4 separate regions of the Mus musculus genome follow, and all the other regions are linked to region 1. A link is a contact called in public HiChIP or PLAC-seq data. All regions are on one chromosome and are shown on one strand. The core of a region is the stretch at or near the end of the contact, and the rest is flanking DNA. Distances in the headings are between cores, read along the strand shown. Region 1 has its middle 87 kb from the start of Gm19585. Region 2 overlaps Satb1 (special AT-rich sequence binding protein 1). Region 3 overlaps Gm20098 (predicted gene, 20098). Region 4 holds the start of Gm20098 (predicted gene, 20098).

The links. HiChIP or PLAC-seq counts read pairs in DNA pulled down with a chosen protein or histone mark.
Region 2: a contact with region 1 is called in a CTCF HiChIP or PLAC-seq map of CD8 T cells, with 12 read pairs. The contact joins two enhancer-like sites. A contact is called at or near these places in 1 of 15 datasets of contacts at CTCF or cohesin (CD8 T cells), 3 of 484 Hi-C or Micro-C datasets (CD4 T cells and Th1 cells) and 5 of 115 datasets of contacts at active chromatin or transcription factors (CD8 T cells, effector CD8 T cells, memory CD8 T cells and 2 more).
Region 3: a contact with region 1 is called in a BATF HiChIP or PLAC-seq map of CD8 T cells, with 20 read pairs. The contact joins two enhancer-like sites. A contact is called at or near these places in 1 of 15 datasets of contacts at CTCF or cohesin (CD8 T cells), 7 of 484 Hi-C or Micro-C datasets (CD4 T cells, CD8 T cells, Th1 cells and 2 more) and 3 of 115 datasets of contacts at active chromatin or transcription factors (CD8 T cells, memory CD8 T cells and thymic regulatory T cells).
Region 4: an H3K27ac HiChIP or PLAC-seq map of thymic regulatory T cells shows a contact between it and region 1, with 4 times the contacts expected there. The contact joins two enhancer-like sites. A contact is called at or near these places in 1 of 15 datasets of contacts at CTCF or cohesin (CD8 T cells), 5 of 484 Hi-C or Micro-C datasets (CD8 T cells, Th1 cells, double positive thymocytes and 1 more) and 7 of 115 datasets of contacts at active chromatin or transcription factors (CD8 T cells, Th17 cells, Th2 cells and 4 more).

What each region holds. Positions count from the first base shown.
Region 1 is chr17:52,059,028-52,064,690 of GRCm38.p6, reverse strand. No RefSeq gene overlaps it. Among named protein-coding and RNA genes, the nearest start is that of Gm19585, 87 kb to the left of the region's middle. Within about 2 kb of position 2,405, at least 25 of the 459 cell types and tissues checked have an H3K27ac peak or open chromatin away from gene starts, as enhancers often do. A contact at or near this core is called in CD8 T cells, Th17 cells, double positive thymocytes and 4 more, where this site is marked.
Region 2 is chr17:51,804,606-51,809,731 of GRCm38.p6, reverse strand. It overlaps Satb1 (special AT-rich sequence binding protein 1), which reads left to right. Exons shown (of 11, transcript NM_009122.2): 2 at 445-689; 3 at 4,359-4,535. The coding sequence starts at 479. Among named protein-coding and RNA genes, the nearest start is that of Satb1, 25 kb to the left of the region's middle. Within about 2 kb of position 2,976, at least 37 of the 459 cell types and tissues checked have an H3K27ac peak or open chromatin away from gene starts, as enhancers often do. A contact at or near this core is called in CD8 T cells, memory CD8 T cells and regulatory T cells, where this site is marked.
Region 3 is chr17:51,901,130-51,906,950 of GRCm38.p6, reverse strand. It overlaps Gm20098 (predicted gene, 20098), which reads right to left. Exons shown (of 3, transcript NR_045095.1): 2 at 1,071-1,460. Among named protein-coding and RNA genes, the nearest start is that of Gm20098, 21 kb to the right of the region's middle. Within about 2 kb of position 2,785, at least 50 of the 459 cell types and tissues checked have an H3K27ac peak or open chromatin away from gene starts, as enhancers often do. A contact at or near this core is called in CD8 T cells, memory CD8 T cells and thymic regulatory T cells, where this site is marked.
Region 4 is chr17:51,877,634-51,883,552 of GRCm38.p6, reverse strand. It overlaps Gm20098 (predicted gene, 20098), which reads right to left and starts at 826. Exons shown (of 3, transcript NR_045095.1): 1 at 712-826. Within about 2 kb of position 3,707, at least 35 of the 459 cell types and tissues checked have an H3K27ac peak or open chromatin away from gene starts, as enhancers often do. A contact at or near this core is called in CD8 T cells, Th17 cells, double positive thymocytes and 3 more, where this site is marked.

The DNA of each region.
Region 1 (5,663 bases), core at 1,156-3,655:
CTGTACAACGTTTACAGTTGAAAATATATTCTTTAATGTTGTGGTTTGGTACGAAATGTCTCCCACGGGCTTGTGTGCTGAGTGCTAGGGCTCTAGCTGCAGAGACTATTTTAGAGGATTTTGAAAACCTTAGGAGATGAAACCCAGCTAGAGAACAAGGTTGAAAGAAGCTGGCTCCTAGAGGTACCTTGCTTCTAAACTCTTTCAGTCTCTCTGCCTTCTGTTTACTCCAAGGTAAGAAGTTCACAGGCCACTGTCCTCCAAGAACACCGGGCCAAGTGACCAACGACTGAGCCCTCCGAAACTCTGAGCCGAATAAGTCACTCATTTAACTTGTTCTCCGAGTTAGTTTGGGCCCAACAATGGAAAGAGCAGCAAATGGATGGCTTCTCAATACTAAATGAGACTGGTATTAATTCTTTTGTGCATTTTTAAAAATAATTCCTTTTTGATCAGCACAGTACCAGAATACCTGTTAAATCGGCGGTTATACTTGGATAAGTGTATTTGAAAGCCAGAAGTGGTGGTGGATGTCTGTAATCTTAGCACTTGGGATCTGAGGCAGGGGAATCAAGAGTTACTGCCAGCCTGGTCCTTTTTCTAAATCAGCAGCTTCCATGATGTACCAGTAAACAAGGCCAGCCCTTCATAGAATGCATACAACTCCATACACACAAAATCTAGAAGATGAGAGAGTCTGGGGGTGTTTCAGCCCGTGGTGTTCAGGACAGTTTAACTATTTGTATTTTTCTCTTCAAACCTTGAAATGGTGTTTTATAAAAATAAAAATATCCATGGCTAATAATAATCGCTTGAATTTGTGATCCTCAACTAATTTCCATGCAATTTGAGAAGAAATCTATGAGCATTATTTATCTCATTTGATTATTACTGGCACTCTACATCTCTGCCACAGAGGCAGGACCAAGGGCTTAATGCATAGCAGCGCTATCAACGGATAGGGAGTCACAGGATCCAGTGGTCCCACACCAAAGTCTGATTGACTTCTGAATTCCCTGCAGTTTTTCTGATCTTGAGTCTTTCCTTGACCACGACTACTCTACAATGTTGTTTTTTGTTTTTGTTTTTTTTCAAGTGAGAACTTAGGATCTTTTCCAATAAGATATCAGGATGCCTCATTCAGTAAATATTTTATCCCCAACTTCTCCTTCAAAAAAAAAAAATCATGTCTCTAATGTCCTCATTGAAAGCAGTAAATTGAATCTACTCTGCAGGTCAGTTCCTGTTCTTCCCTCTCTAGTTGTACCTGACGGTAGGCTAAGCATTTTGACAGCTCTGGAAAGAAATGGTCTCTTCCCTTGTGGTACTGGAGGATACGCTGCTGCTACACAGCAGAGCGAAGGGGGTCAGAGAAGAAAGAGGAAGTAAGAATGATACATCAGGTCTTCTGTGCACTAGGTAGGGATTGATGAAAATTTATTGCACAGCTATCATTTCAAGACTAGTCCTTATATTCCTGTGGGGTTAGGGGTTTGAAGCTCCCTACTCTCTGCCGAGAAATGCATCCCCCAAAATAAAGCCCATTCTCTGTTATTTCCTCATTCCTCCTGGACTGTTGAAAAGAGCTCCATTGCTATAGGGTTCTCTAAAACATGGTCTTCAAAGGAATGGAATTGCAATCATAATCAAAGCCAGGGCAAAGATAATAAAATGTGTCAACACTTCTCAGCCTCTAAGTTGTATTAACCCTGAAACCACAGTTGTATTAATCCAAGAAGGGGAAAACTACTCTCCTCAAAACTTTCAATTATCCTAATAAATTGAGTCTGATTTCATAGCGCCAGATTCCACAGTGACACGGAGAGGCCAACACTGATACTGTGAGCTCTCCCATCGCTCACAGTAACGATGCAAAGAAACCACTAAGACCTTTCACAAGCATCCCCTAAAACCATCCAGAAACACGGACATTTACATTGCAGCTCACAACAGTAGCAAATTTACAGTAATGAAGTAGCAATGAAACTAATTTTATAGCTGTTGATCATCACGTCATGAGGAACCAGATGAAACGGTCACAGCATCAGGAAGGTTGAGAGCCCCTGAGCAAAGAGGACTTAAAAGTCAGTTCTCTGTGTTTAAGTAACAAAGAAACAAGATGCAAAGGAAGAGAAGCAAAATCGTACTTCCCCTTACATCTATTACAGCTGAGATGATACAGAAGTGACAGAGAGGAAGCCAAATTGAATTTTTGAGATCTCTCTCAAAGTCAATTTTAGTTAAAATTGTGTGGAGTTCCAAGGTGGTTTTCCCTCCCTCTCTTCCTTGTGTGACTTTCAGTTTGTTTTCTTTCAAATTGACACTCCCTTTGCACATCCCACTTCCTCCAAGCTTGGGCTGGGGGGTGGGGGGGAGCTCTGGTAATTCTACAAGATGGTTGATTGCCGTGGTTTTCGCTGATTAGGGTGAAGCTCCAATAAAGCTCGCAGCCGCGTTGCCACGCTGCTCAGCTAAGCCCTCAAATCCTTAGAGGGGCCGCTCACCACTAAACAACACATCATAAAGTTTGCTTCGTGAAAAGTAGATTTATTTCTTCCTTTGGACGCATACACAGTCATAAAGGTTTATCTTCTGATCAGAGAAAGAAAATAAGCAAAGCAACAAGGGTCTTCACAGAAGAGGATCTATGAACCAAATTAATAAGGTTTTTGTTCTGTCCAGGTTAGCAAGAAATGGGAAGGAAGTGAAAAATAATACCAAGATTGAGGCAAGCTCTATGCTTCTGCTTATTTTTCCTCCCTTCCTTCCTACCTTGGTTCCTCTCTTCCTTTTGTCGACCTTTCTTCCTTCCCTCCTTCCTTTCTTCCCTCCTTCCTTCCTTCCCTCCTTTCTTCCTTCTTCCTCTCCTCCCTCCCTCCTTCCTTCCTTCTGTCTTCCTTCCTTCCTACCCTCCCTCCTTCCTTCTTTCCTTCTGTGTCCTTTCTTTCTTTCTTTCTTTCTTTCTTTCTTTCTTTCTTTCTTCCTTCCTTCCTTCCTTCCTTCCTTCCCTCCTTCCTTCCTTCCCTCCTTCCTTCCTTCTGTCTTCCTTTCTTCCTTCTTTCCTTCTGTCTTCCTTCTTTCTTCCTTCCTTCCTCCCCTCCCTCCTTCCTTCCCTCTCTCCCTTCCTTCTTTCCTCCCTTCCTTCCTTTCTTTCCTTAACTTGGATTCAAGAGAAGCAAACTTGGATGTGTGTTTAAAATCTTGAGGATTTATATTATTAACCAAACAAGAATTTTTACAATCAGGGAACACTTGTCTGGCTTTCCCCCTCGCCTCCTCCCTCCCCTCCCATCCCCCCAACCAGCACACACAATTTTTGTAGAATATTTTGTTGGCTATAATTAAACTATGTGTGTTAATTAGGATTAGATTTTAAATGCACTGCTTGGGAAGTTGAAAAATACAGGATCTGAATGAGCCCAAATTGAGATGACACTTGAATTTTCGCAGATGTTTCCATAATCCTAATTTCAAATTGATTGTACTTCCTGAACAGTGAGAAGCCATTTTCAGTTATTTATTCAGACGTGTGCATCGCTTCTCCCTCTGCCAGTGGGCAGAAAATATCTACCACTTTCAATAACTCCTTCAAATAGACTCTTTTCCAAGACAGGTTTTAATGAAGGGAAGTGGGGACAAATAAATCCCACCTGCTCCTAGGGTCACCCCCAGAGACCATATATGAACCCAAGCAGAAATGGAAACTTCAGCAATCACCCTCTTGCCTACCCCTTCGTGACGGGTTCAGCTGGCATTTGAACTATGATTTCTCAACAGGCCAGGGAGAAGTGCAGAGACAAAAAAGAGAGAGAGAGAGAGAATTTCCCAAATATTGGCCAATGGTAGCCATATTAAGTGACACTCTCTTCAGCCACAAAGATGTGCAGTGGCCTGCTCCACATAAGCCCTGGGATTGGACCCAGCAGCAGGGCCACCTGTAAAACACATTCCCAAATAAATGGCCTGTGAAAAAATAGGGAAGTCCCTGCCAAATGTGAGACTATCAGCTGAGACTGAAGTACAGCAGGCCACTTTGTGCCTGAACGACAGCAGCATCCCATCTTATCTACGGAGGGAGGAGGGCTCTCTCTTAGTTCCACTCTGGGTTTGTATTTTATGTGCAACCCCGTATCCAGAGCATCTTTAGCAATCCTGTCTTGGAAGCAGCCCCATTCCCCTAACAAGTCTTCAGTTTGATTGTAATTCCTTGCAGCTTTCCTGTGAAGGGTGGGGGGCGGGCTGCTGAATTAGAGGCATCGTGCCTTCTTCCACCTGTAACGATTTCCCACTCAACTGTAAGACAATGGCCATGATTGATCTAATGAGGGACTGGAAAAGCCAGCTGATTGCTATAAATAGTTGAAAGCAAAAACTTGTGCTTGGCTTCCCAAAGAATTTCTCATCAACTCTGGTACCCTAACCTAAGTAGGTAAGCATCGTTGTGTGGCAAATGAGGTGAGGCGCACAAGCCTTTCCTTGGTAGGAGTTTGCACACAGGCGAGGCAGAAGTCAAGCTGTGGAAGACAGCTGATGCAATACTCAGGCTTTGTGGTAACAATCCAGTGCTAGTCTGTATTTTCAATGAAGGTAGAAATCATTTAAAAAAAAATAGAAAGCAGCTTTAAAATGTAAGTACACGTGAGATTGGAATGTTGAGAGAATTTTAATGACTATTTTTATTTTTTTTAATTTTTTATTAGGTATCTTCCTCATTTACATTTCCAATGCTATCCCAAAAGTCCCCCATACCCACCCACCCCCCCTCCCCTACCCACCCACTCCCACCTTTTGGCCCTGGCCTTCCCCTGTACTGGGGCATGTAAAGTTTGCAAGTCCAATGGGCCTCTCTTTCCAGTGATGGCCGACTAGGCCATCTTTTGATACATATGCAGCTGGAGTCAAGAGCTCCAGGGTACTGGTTAGTTCATAATGTTGTTCCACCTATAGGGTTGCAGATCCCTTTAGCTCCTTGGGTACTTTCTCTAGCTCCTCCGAGATTGGGGGCCCTGTGATCCATCCAATAGCTGACTGTGAGCATCCACTTCTGTGTTTGCTAGGCCCCGGCATAGTCTCACAAGAGACAGCTATATCTGGGTCCTTTCAGCAAAATATTTGAAGTCCAGTAGAAAGAACTGGGTGCCTTCATTTGCTAAAACAATAAATAAATAAATAAATAAATAAATAAAACCTGCAGATGTACACAAAACTAATCTATATAATATACCTGGAAATCATGTAAATGTATTTCCTCGTTGCATTTTTAGCAGAGTTTTCTTTTAAACCTGGGCTACATGCTACATTGTATGGTGCCCATCCCATATACTTGATCAACTACAGCCCGGTTTCTGTGCTTGTAATCCAGGACTCACTGTTTTTAGGCTCTCTGGGTGATTCCAATGAATAGTTAATGTGAAGAACCAGTTATTAGATGAGTTAAAATTAACAACATGGAGAAACTTTTCAACCTATCTTATATCAAGAGAGAGAAAGAGCAAGCAACAGAGAGACTGAGAGACGAGACAAAAAGAAAACTACTTGTCTCTCCATCTAGTACCCTGTCAGTTATGTGAGGGTTTAGCAATTCATCATAAGAAGGCTAAAACCTACCTTGACACTGCTACAGGCTTCCCCTGGGGTTTACAGTGACTCCTTGATACTGATAT
Region 2 (5,126 bases), core at 1,727-4,226, 260 kb after region 1:
GGTGTGTGTGGGGCTCTGCTGAGGTTTCCGTCCATAACATAGATTGAAATGTATGTTAGAATGTAAGCCTCTAATGAGCTTCGTCTTTTCACTGGTAATCCTTCTGTCCTTTATTAAATGTATTATAATCAGTTTGTCATGGATTTTTAATTTTAAAACTGAGAGTACATGAGTGTAATTTTTTATTTTCTTTTTATCTTGTGATTACCCTTGTTCTGAAAGTAAGCCCATTTTCCTCCTAGTTTTAGATGAGAAATCACTTTTTAATTCATGTACATTGGTACAGATTCCATAATCTTCTGTTGATTTATATAGAAGCACAGCCTTTTAGATCATTACATAGTTGCACAGATGTGTTTGTGGAGGGAAATGTCTAGGGATGAGACGTGTATGGGGCAGGCATAACTATAGACCTCCACCCACTGATAACGTCTTCTTTTCCAGTTCTGGCAGGTGATCTGTAAGACAGTGACTGAGTATGGATCATTTGAACGAGGCAACTCAGGGGAAAGAACATTCAGAAATGTCTAACAATGTGAGTGATCCGAAGGGTCCACCCGCCAAGATTGCCCGCCTGGAGCAGAACGGGAGCCCTCTAGGAAGAGGAAGGCTTGGGAGCACAGGTGGAAAGATGCAGGGAGTGCCTTTAAAACACTCGGGCCATCTCATGAAAACCAACCTTAGGAAAGGTAAATACTCGCCAATCAAATCCTGCAAAGCTGCTTGATGTCTGCCCAAGGCCACCCTGTGTGGAGGTGTAGGGCTGGAACATGCTGGGCATATTCTCTTTCTAGGTGTCTTTCTGATGGGAAATTAAATGGCATTGTGGGCTGTGGTGTCAGTCAGGTTCTGAAAGCATGTGTGCTGGTTTTGAGTGGTGCCTCTCTCTTCCTAAGACTGGAGGCCCTGGTATATTTGGAGAGTAAAAAGTCTGAGTTCAGTGTCATGGTCTTCGTCTAGACAAGGTCCATTTGGCGACACTGCTGCAGTTATGGGTGTGCAGGTAGCTGCTGTTTGAGCTGATCCTGGGTAAGAGACTGAGCTTGTCTGAGAATCACCATAGGTTTTTCCTGAGATTACTAACTGTAAGGGGATTTTCAGGACATGGACCTGACATGAGAACAAAGATTTCTGATGTAATTTACTGTGCTTTTTATTTTTCTGAAGAGCAAAGTTATTATTTAACAGTTTGTTTTTTAAAAACAATTTGCTGATTCTGGTTTTTAATTTTGAGTATTTTTGGTAAAGGGAAAGGAAGATTTAGGCAAGTTTGTAAAGGGGAAAAATACAAACAAGTGATTTTTCTACCAATATTAAATGGATGAAGTTTTTACAACTTTGCCTGTGTTAGACATTGCTGTCCCTACAAGTCAGGTCCTGTGTGGAATACCCTGTATGCCTCACAGGGGTCTTTATTTTGTCATTGAATAACATGTAGGACTCAGATTTTTTCTGCATTTGCTAAGCAAAGAATAATAATGCCATCTTTTACTCAGCACGAATACTAAGCAGAGAAAGTTAGGAGGCCGAGGAATTTCATTGTGTTTGATGCATAACATTTATCATATTTATCATACAATCATTTATTTTTTTCCTTGGTTTGGCGAAAACAAAGAATATATTGATCCTGAAATAAACAGACACAGCACTCCGTATTGTTAGATCTTTATCTATTAAAAATGGAAAAACAGCCCTTCAGCAAATTCTTTGGCCTCTACTCATGATTACCCTATTTATTGATTGTTTGCCAAGAATGTATGCATCTTTAAGCCAGGGTAAGAGCATTAAAAATATAATTTATTATGGCTTTTCAAACAGAGTGCATTAATATTGTACTGTGTAGTGCTGAGGCTCTATAAAAAAAGACTTTCTGACGCCTGCAAACACACAAGTTCCATAAATTCCTAAATAGGAGATTTCAGCTGTCTCTGGTATTATGTGATATTTGCACAGCAAACTTTAATGCCAGGACAGTTTTAGACAAGGATTCTACAGACTTCCCTGCTCCTTATGGCTGCCGTGCTGTTTACACAGGCTCATGAACCTCCAGCAAAAGCCTCTAAGACTGCCTTCAGGTTTAAATCATGTGGTATTTTTAGCTTGCAGCAGTGACCAGTGCTCCCTGTCTAATGCAGGAAGGCTATGAAGTTGCAGTAGTTGGAAGTCTGGCCAAACACCAGCTTGAATAATCAGGCAGTCCAGCGAAGGCTCCTGTTTAACATTACTCCTAGTAACAGGAGGGCAACCGTGACAGTTCTCAAGACGATCTAGCACCGGATTTGTAATTAGATGATCCTGTTGCTACCGTATCGCAGCCACCTTTATTATCTATAAGGCACCTTTAAATTCGATCAATTAAACACAGAGTCAATCCAGGCTGTTTCAGTGGTTTGAAAAGGTTTCACTTATTTCATAGAGCAGAGGTCTGAAAAGCTATTTGACACCTCTGATTCCATGAGAGGAAAATGCAGTATACGTGATTTTGGCTTGCAAACCCCAACTCCTCAGACATCAGTAGTGAGGAGAAGGAGCTAAGAGCTAGAGTGTGGTCATCTCACTCCTCAAATGCTTTAAGAAATGCATTGCATTCAAAATTACATATCTAAGAAATACATTTTAATTCTAGGAGGGTCTGCGCTCAAAACAAACAGCAAAAAAAAAAAAAAATCAGAAGTCTTTTGGGAGGTTTTGTTTTTTTATTATTTTTTTTAATCTTATTTTTCATGTGCTTGGTTTCTGTTTGACAGGTGCTAGATAAAAATTGTGGCTAAGCTGAGAAAGCACTAAGAAAAAGGGGTTGGGTGTTTTTATTTGTTTAAGAGATTTTGCCAAAATACCTTCAAGCCAAGGAAGAAATCACCAGTTTGCATATTGCTATTTTTGCTGCGGTCTCCCCAAGTTCTCTTCTGATCCCTGACGGGTTCTCTCTCTGGTATAAAACAGCTGAATGAATGACAAGAATATTGGCAAGCTCTGCGGCTTGTGTTTCATGCCTAGCCTGCTGGTACTTCCCAACGAGTTTGTGAGCTTTTCTAAGTAAACCTAAAGGGGTTGGTTTAATTGTCAGAGCTGGAGTCTCCTGTGAATGGTTTCGCAGAGCTTAGGTGAAGACACACATGTGGAAAGATGGAGCTGTTTTATGGCCGGCTTTTGTTCAGCAGAAACCAGCAAATAGAGGATTTGTAAAGGGCCTCTCAGGCAGTAGGGAAATGTCATGCCGATCCTCAGAGCAGGGGATGGGCAGCTGACACCCTCAGAAGTTAGGGTTCTGCCAGTCCAGTACAAGTCCAGAGTATAGAGCCGACGCAGGCAGGGATACTGTGGAACTAATTGGGGATCCTGGGTGCCCTGTTAAAGTAACCCTTGTCATCATTTATGCTAAAGATGATACTCTCCTGGCAGTGTGCCACAGTACTGCTCAGATGCATCTGTTTTTAACCCTTTTCTGGAACTGTTGGAAGTCTGACAGCGTACTGCATTAATACCTTGAGTGCCACTGCAGGTGGACTCCGGCTTCTGGGCCAAATCTCCTTCCCAACAGTCCTGTGGCCTGTGTCACTGAGCTCTTGGACTGGGTGCCAACAGAGAAGCAGCAGACCCCACGCAGAGCCTGCCTCTCCTGGATCGCAGGAAGGCCAGCTTTCCTTTCACACTCTGTCATTTTTACCATATTTAACTGCAGCAGAAATTGTTAACGTTAAAGACTTATGGCTGCTGTCAATGGCTTTTTCCTGGATAGATGAAATGGGTAGTCATAGATAGAAGTATTCTGTTTTGTTTGTTCTGTACATTCAAACAGTGCCTATGAGCACCGATGTGGTTACGTTTTGTGTTTCTTTTGTGGAACCAGTTAGAGGAAATGCTGAAAACCAGGCAGAAAAATCATTGTCTAGTCAGATAATTTGGGCGCAAGCAGGTAAAGCTTGTTATTAACAGAAGTGTGTATGCAGGAAGAAGGTGGGCTCTTCGAAGACAACTGCAGTGGGTTCTGTTTGCGTAGCAGTTAAAGCAAATCAGACCAGACACTTATCTGTCTCTCGTCAGCATTACTGTTCGATCAGAAAAGTAATTCTGCGTTCACTGATTTTGGAAGATGCACTATTAAAATGAATGGCGAGGCCACGTTACCTTATGAGCAGGTACACCGTAAAGGAAGTTAAAGTCTTTCCTGTGCAACTTTTAAACAGTAAATGACTGCATGTTTGTCTGTGTGCCTGTGTCTCCCCCCAGACTGCCTGGGAAGCTCTGTGGCTCCTCTCACTGTGGTGAAGATTTAGTTTCATAGCTTAGGTCTTCCTCCCTCCAGACTGTTTCTGAAGATTGTTGGTTTTCTATATTTTCCTCTGTCTCTTTGATAGGAACCATGTTACCAGTTTTCTGCGTGGTGGAACATTATGAAAACGCCATTGAGTATGATTGCAAGGAGGAGCACGCGGAATTTGTATTGGTGAGAAAGGATATGCTTTTCAACCAGCTGATAGAGATGGCGTTGCTGTCTCTAGGCTATTCACACAGCTCTGCTGCCCAAGCCAAAGGTAAAGGATGCATTTGTGGGGCTGGGAAGTTGCTGGTCCTCCTGTTTGCCTCTCAGACAAAGCAGGGAACATTTTATTCAGAGAGCTACAGCCTGTGTTTTATGTTGGTTCCTTATAGGCTGTGGCTTTAAAAATTGGCTTAATTCAGTTTGGTTTAGTTAACACACATTTTGCTCATGTGGAATGTCGAGGTAAATTTTTTTTTTTAAATTACTTCAGCTGAATCATTAGGATGCTTATTGACCTTAATAATCTGCTCCACTGAGGACCCACAAGGAAGTGAGGAGCCTATCTGAGCAGATGGACTGTTGAGAGTCAATTTGCATTTATGACTGAATATCTAGTTCTGTTTCTTTTATTCTGTTTCTGATGGTTTTATAGGCTGTAAAGTATTTTTCAATGCTGATTCCCACTGCAATAGGGAATCTTATCTAAATCATAAAGCCATTTAGAACCGGTTCAGCTATGTCTTATTAGAACTTCCTGTAAGTTAGGACAATGTGGCCTGATGCATGGGTTTTATTGATTGGTATTTATTTCCAAAATAATAAACAACCCTATAGTCATTTACATAATTTCACAATTTGGAAA
Region 3 (5,821 bases), core at 1,536-4,035, 160 kb after region 1:
CTGGAGCTGGCAAGCAACAGGCAGAAAGAGGTGATGGGTAAGTATTCGGGAATTTTGCAAACCAGTTTGGTTACTTGAGATTAGCCACGATAAGAATAATGACAGCAAGGAAATCGCAACTGATACGTTCATAACTTCTTTTTTTTTTCCCATCCCCCCCACCCCCGCCCCTTTCCTAGAGTTCTGGTTTATTGGCTCACCATCCCTCAAATCCCAAAATGCCTTTCATTTCCCTCCAAATTCATGACCCACCATCGCCAATGATCTGTTTGCTCTAAAACCACAATGTTCAAAAGAGAGCGCATCCTGTCCCCTCTTGGGTATGATCTTACTCTGTGTTCTGTATTTTTTGTTCATAACATGTCAGCTTTGTAGACAGCAGCATTCAAACCTCAGAATCACAGGTGGCACGTTACTTGCTAACAAACAAAGCAGAAAAAGAATGGTAGAAATTATTCAAGTGGCATTAATTTCTCAACACATTGTGTCAGCCCTTGTCATAAGCCTCCTGCACACCTTCCTAGAGCATCAACTGATAGAAAATACTGCTTCAGTTCTGGGAAGGGAAACCTTGAGTCCAAGAAGGGTATGTCACTCCCCAAATTATCACAGCTAAGACATCTTCCCGCTGTGACTTTAGGACACTTTATACAAACTGCACACTTAAACAATGTAACATAGTCCTATCCAATTAGTTGCCAAAACCTGCCACCTAAGACTGTACTCATGGTTTCTATGGAGATATTATTTACATGTAATGCAGTGTATGAATCGCAAATGTACCTTCACTGAGTGTTGAGCAATAGACTCCCTCAGTAACTCACAAACTTGTCAGGGTAAAGAACACTTCCAAGTGCTTATCCAGTCAGTGTTCCTCATTGCAGTCAGCATAGGGCTGCTGTAACAGAATCCACAAGTCGTGTGACAAAGATACCTACTCCTCACGATTCTTGAGTCTGATAAGTCCAAGATCCAAGTGGCAGCAGACATAGTGATCCAAATGCTCACCTTCGTACTGTGTCCTCACAGTGGGAGGAGGAGGGCAGATCTCTGAAATAAAGGGCACTGACCTCAAAGAGGAGATCTCTGTCCTCTTGACTATTCTCTAGTGGCTGGTCTCCATCAAGTGTTGTCACAGGGAATTGAGATGACAGCATATGAGTGGGGGCCACCAGCTGAATGTGAAGACCACTGCAGATGCCTGCAGTTTGCTTCATCGTGGGTAAGTTTCTGTCAACTCTAGAAGCTGGTACAAAAGAAAACATGTAGAAGACTCCCTTGTGGAAAGTCTTTTTAACCCTGTACTTTGAGGGTAGTTCTCCAGCGCAGGTTAGATTCCACTATACAGGTAACCGAATGTGTGTCCACTTTCTATTCATGGGCATCCCAGCCCATGACGAGGATGCTATAGACATGTACAAGTTTTCTTAATAGATGTTTTCATTCCTTCTGGATAAGATCTAAAAGTATAAATACCAAAGACTTGGGTGAGGCGCATGCATACCAGAATAAATCTCATCATGCTTTCTCATTTCATATTTTCACTCACAATATGTTATAACTCTATCATTCTAGCAAGTATATATTAATAACACATTGGTTTTAATTTGTATTTTTTTTTGATATATGTAAACGTAGACATTGGAGAAAACACAGGAGTGTATCTCAGTAACTTTACAACAAGGCTCAGAAAGCATTAGATATCAAAAACACAAAACAAACAAAAAGAAACCAGGTACGGTGGTACACATTTTTAACCTTAGCACTCAGGCATCAGGGGCAGGCAGGTATCTGTGACTTTGACGTCAGCCTGCTCTATCCAGTGAGAGTTACATAGTAAGACCCTGTGTCAACAAAGGAAAAAGAAGAGAAAACAAAAGGCAGAGTATGAGGAGGTGACTTAGTGGGTAAAAGAGAAGGCAGGCCAGCATGAGGAACTGAGTTCAGACCTCTAAAGCCTACCTAAGAGGAAGACTCAGTTGTGTGCCTGTTCATCCATCAGGAAACAGGAATCAGAGACTGGAGGAATTCTAGATGTTCACAGGCCAGCCAGTCAAAGAGCAGAACCATCACTGAGGTTGTCCTCTGACCTCCACATGCACACTCACACACACACACACACACACACACACACACACACACACACACACACAGAGGCTATATGAAAAAATGTCTATAATTAAACAATCAAATCCAATGGGGAAAGCCTGAACAAAATGTTTACACAGGCCCTTCACCAATGAACACAGTGGCCACGAAGCACATGGCAAATCTGTGTGACCCTCCTTCCTTCCCCCCGTAGGAGAAATCATCTTTTATTTTTACTACTGTTTTTACACACATAGTTTCCCACCCGAACTCTACACAACTTGGAAGCAGAGAGTATGTTGAAGGCATCTTTGGTTACCTCACTTGAGACATTCTCAAGTAGTTTCAAATGGTTGACCCAATGAAATAAAAACATGTATGGTAAGACCTGAATAAGGCCATTAATATTATAAATAAATAAAACAGTAACAAGAACATTTCCTACAGATGATGGGGGGAAAAATGCCAAGAAATAAAAGCCTTAAGAGGGAGAAAGAGGAGTCCTCAAGGTTGGGTGAAATTACTGTCAAGATATGATATAAAATACAAGAGGAAACAGGGTTTATAAAACAAAATAACAAAGATACTGTTAAAGAAAGCTTCCAAAAATAAGACATATGCTCTCTTCATGGGCAACCTATCTCTGTGTGGGTAATTTTGCGTCTCTGAAAGCCCAGGGGAAAACTATCAGACCAAAACAGGAAGCTGTGCATGTGCTACAGAGCGGAAGTCACTATAGCATGAGTCTCTGTGTACCCTGATGTGCATCCTTCCTTCCAGAAAGCTCAGATTCCTTGTCAGAAATGACACCCAGAAAGCACAGATGGCATCATGCCTGCCTCACTACGTGTTTTGGGTACCCATGACATCATCTTGGAATTCCCAGCATACCACCATCTGAGCCTCACAAGGCATGTAGCCTCTGAAAAGAAAAGTTGTTCTGCAAGGCTCCTGTGAAACCTGCTCATGGTTCATGAGCCACAGTTTAGTGTAACTATAACGAATTTTCTAGAACTAGAGTCTTACTCCAGGCATCTTCACAATTACTTGAAAATAGGAATGCCTATTTGGTTTTCAAAAGATGAGCTCAAGCTAGTTCTGTCCCTCTGGAAGAGACCTGAACATGTCCCAGGTCATCTCATTTCTGTCCCAATCTCCAAACTATTTTGTGAAAGTCACTTGATTCTTGGGTCAAAGCAAGGTTTTCTTTTCCTTCTTTTCTTTCTTTCCTTCTTTCTTTGTTCCTTTCTTCCTTTCTTTCTCTCTCTCTTCTCTTTCTTTCTTTCTTTCTTTCTTTCTCTCTTTCTCTCTTTCTCTCTCTTTCTCTCTCTCTCTCTCTTTCTTTCTTTCTTTCTTTCTTTCTTTCTCTCTTTCTTTCTAATATTTTTTGGAGGGTGAGAACTTTGAGACAGGGTCTCACTATTTACCCCTGACTGTCCTGGAACTCACTGTGTAGATCAGGCTGGCCTCAAACTCACAGAGATCCACCTACCTCTGCCTGCTGAGTGCTGGGATTAATAAGGCATACCATCACCACCTGGCTAAAAAATCACATATTCCAGGCTGGCCTTGAACTCCTGATCCTATTGCATTCAGCAAATCCTACCACCCTGCACCACCACAGCTGAAAACTTTTTTTAATTAAAACATTTTTCATATGATATATTTTGATGGTGTTTCCCCCTCCCTCAATTTCTCCCCTCCCAACTTTGCATTCCTTATCTCTTTCTCCTTTTAAAATAAGCAAACAAAACCAAAAGAAATTCACATGTACAAAAAAAATCCTCACAAAATAGAAATTAAAATAAGCAAACAAAAGACTGATAAGACAAAAAAAAAAGTCCAAGTAAAGCAAAATGAGACAAAAATACCACTGTGTTCCTCGAGTATTGGTGATCTATTGCTGGGCATTCTTTCTTAATAAAGACACAGAAATCATGGCTTTGAACCAGGAAAATTCTGACCAGAATAAGCAAGTTTCTTGACTGTCTTTTTAAGATCTTCAGGGGAAGAGAACACAATCTTTCTGAATATATCACATATGGGGACCAAAGAAGTGAAGCAGAGTGTTAGTGGCCATTCACACTGGGGTTCCTGCAGGTCCAGAGAATAAAAACACAGTTTAGACACACAGCAAAGAGATAAAGGACTTAGAAGAGCCTTTAAAAACGACAGTTTCATACAGGAAATCTATGTGGTGAAAAGGAAAACTGATTCCATAAGTTGTCCTCTGACTTCCACGAGTATGCATATACTCTGGTATGTATGCAATATATAAATCACTAACTATGAAAAACATGATACTCTAGAGACTATGCTGCACTTATAGGCAAAATGTATATCTGTGTGAATTTATATGTGAGTATATGTATGCCAGTGTGTGTGAATAAGTGAGTGTGTGAGTATATGTGTGTGAATGTGTATGTTTGAGTGTGTGTGTGTGTGTGTGTGTGTGTGTGTAAATTTGTATGTGAGTGTTGTGTGTCAATGTGTGTATAAATGAGTATGTGAGTGTCTGTGTGTGAATGTGTATGTTTGGGCGTGTGTGTATAAGACTTTGTGTGTGTGTGTGTGTGTGTGTGTGTGTGTGTGTGTGTGTGTGTATGTTTTCATGGAGCTATCAATGACTAGTGGTCACAACCGGAGGCCATAGCTACAGTGCCAAGGAAACCTTGAAGTCTGATTTGTAGTGAAACTAACCTGAAAATCTTCTATGTAAAGGGATGAAGCCAGTTGGCTTATAAATAGGTATAATTCATATACACACTCATTAATAATTTAAACCTCAGATAAAAAAAATAAGGAGTATTGTAAATTCAATCTGCTCCCCTGCTCTCAGTGAAACTCAAAAGCCAGAGCAGGGATGGAACCCTCTGCTCCTTTCTGCCGACCCAGCTAAATCTAAGTACTGAGAACAGAAAGTGAGGTTCATCCCACTAGACTTCCGTAAGGATGTGAGACACAAGAGCTGCTGTCAGCCTCAAGAAATGGATGTTCTTGGGAAAGCTGGGAAGGACATTTTAGGTTTCAGGATGAGTGACCAAGTTTGTAAACAAACTGAGTGTAACATCAGAATAGAAATATATTAAAGAAGCACAAAGCAATAGTGAGCTGCACACAACAATAGTGAACTGCACACAACAATAGTGAACTGCACAAAACAATAGTGAAATGCATATAACAATAATGAAATGCACACAGCAGTACTGAACTGCCCAAACATATTCCTTTCCTAAAACCCCTGGCTCCTGAGAGCTCACTGCTTTCCTTTTCACACATGAATCCAGCTGTTTTTATGGCCAGCTTTTCGCAGTTAAAAAGAAGTATAAATGTATTTTTCTCTGCTCTAGCAAAATATGAAGATTATAAGCAGGAGTGCCTTTTTAAAAAAAAAATTAACCATACCTGAAACAACACTTCAGAAATATTATTCTGCAAGTAAGGCTAAATCACTATAACAAACAGAAACATATACGTGCATAAATGCTCACACAAAGAGACACGTAAATACATCCATCTCATCTCTCAATTGCAGATTTGAAGCCACAGTCATTGGCATAGGAAAAAATAAAATAGAAATAACAGTGTATGTGATGGCATATGCCTTTAATCACAGCACTCAGGAGACAAAACAAGTGGATCTCTGAGTTCAAAACCAACCTGGTCTACGTAGTGGGAGCCTGGAACAAAAGAATGATGGAAAGAAGAAAGGAAGGAAAAAGGGAGGGATAAT
Region 4 (5,919 bases), core at 2,458-4,957, 180 kb after region 1:
TATGTAGCAGAAGATGGCCTACTAGGGAAGAGAGGCTACTTGTACTACTACTACATTGGGAAGAGAGGCCCCTTGGTCTTGCAAACTTTGTATGCCTAAAGGACTTTTAACAAAGAGGAAGAAAACTGAAACCTAAATAAGGAGAAGAAGGAGGAAGAGGGGAAGATCAAAGATGTCCGTGTCCATGTCCGTATTCACCCACACATCAGCACCCTGAGCTCTACCAAAGCCCTTTCTCTAAGTTCTGCTTCACTTTGCTATTTAAATTCTTGTACATTTTGAAAAAGGGATAACTAATATAAAATCCCCCAATTTATTTAGCAACTCAATCAGAGTAGCCCTGATATCCAGGAAAGAAAGTAATTATAAAGAGGAGAATTATTAAACTAATGAAATATACACAATTTCTAGATAAAATAACAAAGCATGGAAAAGTAGGTTGACTGCAGCAAGGGAGGGGGAGGAGAGGGGAGGTAACAAAGCCCTTAGAAGTCAGCAAAGGAGGGGGTGGGGAGGGGAGAGGAGGGGGAGGGGGGAGGAGAAAGCCGGGAGAAAATAGATGACTTAGAAACATTATACATTGTTTAGGAATGAAGGTGTCAATTTTCTCAAAATTAGGAGGTAGATCAAGCTCTGAGAGACTTTGGAAGACATAGGACAAATCTGACTGTTGAAGGAAAGACGACAGTTTTCTAGAGAAAGTAGGCCTACCAGGTGTTGAGTCTTCTGCAGGTGAGACACTGCAACCCCCAGGCAAGCTTTTCTTCAAGGAAGTATCTCAAAGTAGCTGTTTAGCTGCAGGGCAGTGGCAGTTGCCAATCTGCCTGCAGACAGGGGTTAAGAAAAAGTATTTGGTCAAGCACCTGGCTCACTCTGTAATTTATTGCTTGGGAAGTTGAGAAAGGAGGATAAAGTGCGTGCGCGCGCGCGCGCGCGCGCGTGTGTGTGTGTGTGTGTGTGTGTGTGTGTGTGTGTGTGTGTGTGTGTGTGTGTTTGTGTGTGTGTGTGTGTGTGTCTATGTGTGTGTGTCTGTGTGTGTGTGTGTCTATGTGTATGTGTGTGTGTGTGTGTGTGTGTGTGTGTGTCTGTGTGTGCCTGTGCCTGTGTGTCTGTGTGTTCTATCAAATAGAATTGGAGGGAGCAGAGCTTCAAGTTTATTTTTCTTTCTTATAGTTTCAAATTTCTACAACTACTGTACTAAATAGTTTTAAAACATAAAAATGTAAAGTTATTTCCAAGTTTGAAAAATGTCATAAATAATTCCATTATTTGGGAAAGTACTGACTGTTAATGCTCCAGTTTGTTTTCATCCAGTGTTTTTGATGTAAAAAAAAAAAGTATTTTTACAAAATAGAGCCTCATTGAACCTGGTTTTTTAACCAGCTTCCCTGCCTTCAATGGCATTAAATATTTCTCTAGTATCATTTTTAATGGCTGAATAGAGCCTGCTTGTTAAATATTTATGTCTTATCCCGTTCTTGTTCCTACCAAAAAAACTTCCATAAAAATCTTGTAGCTAAAATTTTACAAACATTTATGACTATTTTCTTAGCATGAATCCCCTAAAGTGAAAACACTGGTTTAAAGGTTTTATGCAAAATTCTAAGGCATTCAATAGATATGGCCAAACTGCCTTCCAGAAAGATTTTAAAAATTTACACTCTCACCAACAGCATATGACAGTGCCTCTTTTCATACCATTTTGCCAACACTGAAAAATAAGTTGTTTTTTTTTTTTAATCTTAAAAATCCAATTTTGGGACCGGGAAGATGGCTCAGCTGGTAAAAAAATCTTTGCCATACAAGCCTGACAATCTGAGTCCCATCCCCAAACCCATGTAAAAGCCAGATGTGTAATTCCAGCACTCCTACAGCCAGGATGTCAGGCCAGGGAAGGAGATCAGCTAATACTAGCAACAGAGCATCCTCCGGCTCACACCAAACCATGAGGCACATCACCAAGGTGGAAGGTGAGAATCAACTCCCACAAGTTTTCCTCTGACATTCACATGTGTGCTTTGTGTGTACATGCACACACAATAAATAACTAACTTTTCAAATCCAGCTTGTAGCATCACATCCTTCAGACCAGACTTGCCATGAACTTGTAAGCAGATCATGAGTGTAAACTCTGTGGGGATATGTAAAAGCAGGCAGCTGGCCTCCTTGGGATGGAGGGATGAGGACAAGACTTTCATTTCTAGTTGTAGACTTTCTTCTTAAAGTTTTTGTTCTTTGCTAATCAGTTACTTTAAAAGACCAGTCTTTTGGTTTTGAGAGTCTGGTTATCACTGTCTCTATTAAAATTTAAATATTACTTTTAAAAGTGTGCGTTGGACCTCTGTGCCTTCGAAGGTCAAGTTCAGCCTCTCTTGGAGACAAAGGGAGCCCATTACCATTACAGCCTGCGTTTCCTTCCCTCTTTGTTCATTCTAAAGCAGTGCGCTGTGACCGAAGGCAGGAAGGAGCCACAGCACACACACTGCGGCCGTCCAGCCTCACAGTGGATAGTGCACCCCTGAGTGTGGAATTTGCGTACCCCTCATTGGGAATCCTTGATCCATCTAAAGAACCATCAACTGTTTTGTTTTCAGAACAATACTGGAAAGAACCTATAAAATATTAGATTTTTTTTAGTTTTTGACTTTGAGCTCACCTATGGAAGGAGGTCTTAGTCAGGGTTTCTATTCCTGTGCAACATCATGACCAAGAAGCAAGTTGGGGAGGAAAGGGTTTATTCGGCTTACACTTCCATAGTGCTGTATGTACTAGACACCTCCCTACCCCTGTAAAAATCACCCTGCACCTTTTCTAACACTGCTGCTCTTTCTGCCACAACTTTTAAGACCACGAAGTGATCCAAACGCTTAAAACCCCTGTTCCTTTTTTAAGAAGCATGTGGGCTGCAGCAACTGGGGATGATCCATTCCCTTCGAAGAAAGTGATCCCCCGAGAAAAAGGGCAAGAATGGGGATTTACGAATGGTTTTCTTGTGTAAACATTGCCACACGACGTACCTCCGTGAAGGCAGTACTAACTATTGGTGTTCACAGGCATGTAAAAAAGTTTAAGGCTGCTACAATGCTAAAGGAAAAAAAAGAAAGAGTATAGCTGTGGAGATCAAAGACGATCAAACAATGAGAACCTCTGGCGTCTTAACAGTTATCAAAGGAAATCACACAGCTCTTGGAGCAGACAATGCTACTACTTCATTAGAAACGCACAACAGACAGTGTGTGTGGGGGGGAGGAACAGAGAGACACACAGAGACATAGGACAACAAAACATTAGTTTCTCCTCATATTTAACCCAGCATCTTTTCAAACATGTAATGACCTGCTTATTTTGCTGAGCGGAAAAAAAAAAAAAAATCACAGAACTCTTAAACTAAAAACTTCATTTCTGGGACCTTACCTAGCCGTCACCTTTTTTTTTTTTTTTTTTTTACATTCCCAAACTCAATTATAAAAAGTCCCACATTAACCATGTCTATTCAGTTCACACCCAGCACAACTTAGCCTGATATAATCAGGTCTATCAAAATACTAAATCGGTAGTTTCAGGTGGCTTACCACATTAGAGTCTTTTTCGGGACAAAAGAGGCATATGGAAATTTACAAAAGTCCACGGTGAGGTTGATGATATATTTACTGGAAACCCTAGCCCATCTGGGGTATATAGGTGTGTCAGATTTGAAGTTCAAAGACAGCTAGCTGTGTGGGGAGAACGAATTGAAATGGAACTACCCTTGAATCCACCCAAGGCTGTGCAGAAAACTCTACCACCTTCTCCAAACCTGCTGCAAGGATCTAAGGAGGAGCCAGTGGCTACTGTTGAGCCTCTGACCAAGGAGCTGGGCACACATGTGGCTGGTAGCTGGACTGCCGAACCTCAGGCTGTGTGATGAGAGGGCCATTGAGAGCCTAGATAATGACTGCAAATTTCTTTAACAGAGGGAGTTTGGGGGGCAGGAAGGCAGGGGGTGTTGTTACAGGAAGGAAGAATGGAGTCAGATAGGAGTAGGGAAATATTCTTCCCAAGAGAGCCTGTAGGCCAGATAACCAGAGACCCAGGCAGAGAGAGGCTAGGTGGGAGGCAGCTACACCTCTGCCAGATGCCACCACATCAAAAGAGGCTCTTGAGAGACCCAGAAGAGGAAACTTTCAACAACCCTCCACAGTGTCAGCAGAGAAAGTGTCAGGTTGACAGTCTGCCCTTGCAAGGACTACACCGTCTTAATCCAGTACCAGACTAACAGGCTTCTTGCGTCCCTCTGCCTCTCCCCTCTGTCCTCTGGGCCTCACAAACAGCCATTGGCAAGATGGGGGAAGAAGGAAAAGTATATAGAGTTTGGAGCTTTAAATGGGGCTTTATAGCCTCCAGATTGGAGACCCTGGCTGTAATGGCCAGGGACCTTTCAGTTCCCTAGCAGGGAGGACAGGAAGAATGCATGAACCTGCCCAAATGTTTAACCAAGGCAAAGAAAGCCACCACCCGAGCAGAGCTGAGGGGACTGTAGGGAAGAAACATAAATTTGTTTATTAAGGACTGCTACTATGCAAGGGTTCTCGTGTACCCAAGCTCTCAAAAATCAAGGATCTCTAAAAGGCAGACAAAGACATCTTTTTTGCTTTCTTTTGTTGTTTTTTTCGAGACAGGGTTTCTCTGTCTGTGTAGCTCTGGCTGTCCTGGAACTCACTTTGTAAACCAGGCTGGCCTTGAACTCAGAAATCTTCCTGCCTCTGCCTCCCGAGTGCTGGGATTAAAGGCGTGCGCCACCACGCCCGGCTCAAAGACATCTTTAAAAGGCATTGTGAAGTGACAAGCAACGAAAACAAACATGAGGGCCGAAACTGAATTCTGAACTTTTAAAGATATTGCTTGAGGACATTAAGAGCTTAGGATAGGTATAACCCAGACTTGTTCCTGTTCTCGGTGTTGTTGGTCAAGGAAAAAAAAAACAAAAACAAAAAACTACAGGGCCAAACATCTGTCTATAATCTTATTACTTGGGAGGCAGAGGTTTATATTTCTAGCTTCACCTTGATTTCAAGGTGAAATTGAGCTACATAGTGAGTTCTGGGCCAGTCTGGGATACACAAGGAGATCTTGTTGCAGCACACAAAACAAAATACAGACAATAAAACTCAGGACTGAGAAAGATATCACCGTGGGGAAGCTAGTATGGAGAGAGGAGGAGCTAGGAGAGGAAGGTGCTGAAGTTTGAATTACCCAGTCTGTTAGCACTAGTGGGAGCTGGGGACACAGTAGGAAAGAGCTGTTCACCGGGCAGTGGTGGTGCGTGCCTGTAATCCCAGCATTTGGGAGGCAGAGGCAGGTGGATTTCTGAGTTCGAGGCCAGCCTGGTCTACAGAGTGAGTTCCAGGACAGCCAGGACTGCACAGAGAAACCCTGTCCAAAAAAAAAAAAAAAAAAGGAAAGAGCTGTCCGATAGAAATGCAGGGCAAGCCAAATGGGCAGCTTCGAACCTTTCAGTAGCCATATGAAAAAAACAAAGTAAGCCAGGTGTAGTGGCTTATACCTTTGATCATAGCACTCAGGAGGTAGAGGATTGCAGATCTCTGGGACTTCATAGCCAGCCTTAGAATACCTAGTGAGTTCCAGGCCAGTGATTATACACACACACACACATACACACACACACACACATATATATATATATGGAGAGAGACTATTTTTTTAAAAAGTAAGCAGTTTCCTTTTCTGCATCATTATTAATTAATTAATTATTACTTTTTTTTAAGAATAGGAGGAAGGATTACAGCCCATAAGGGGATAGGAACTCCACAGGAACACCAACAGAATCAACTAACCTGGATCCTTAGGGCTCTCAGAAACTAAACCACCAACCAAAAATCATACACAGGCTGGACCTAGGCCTCCCAGCACATATGTGGC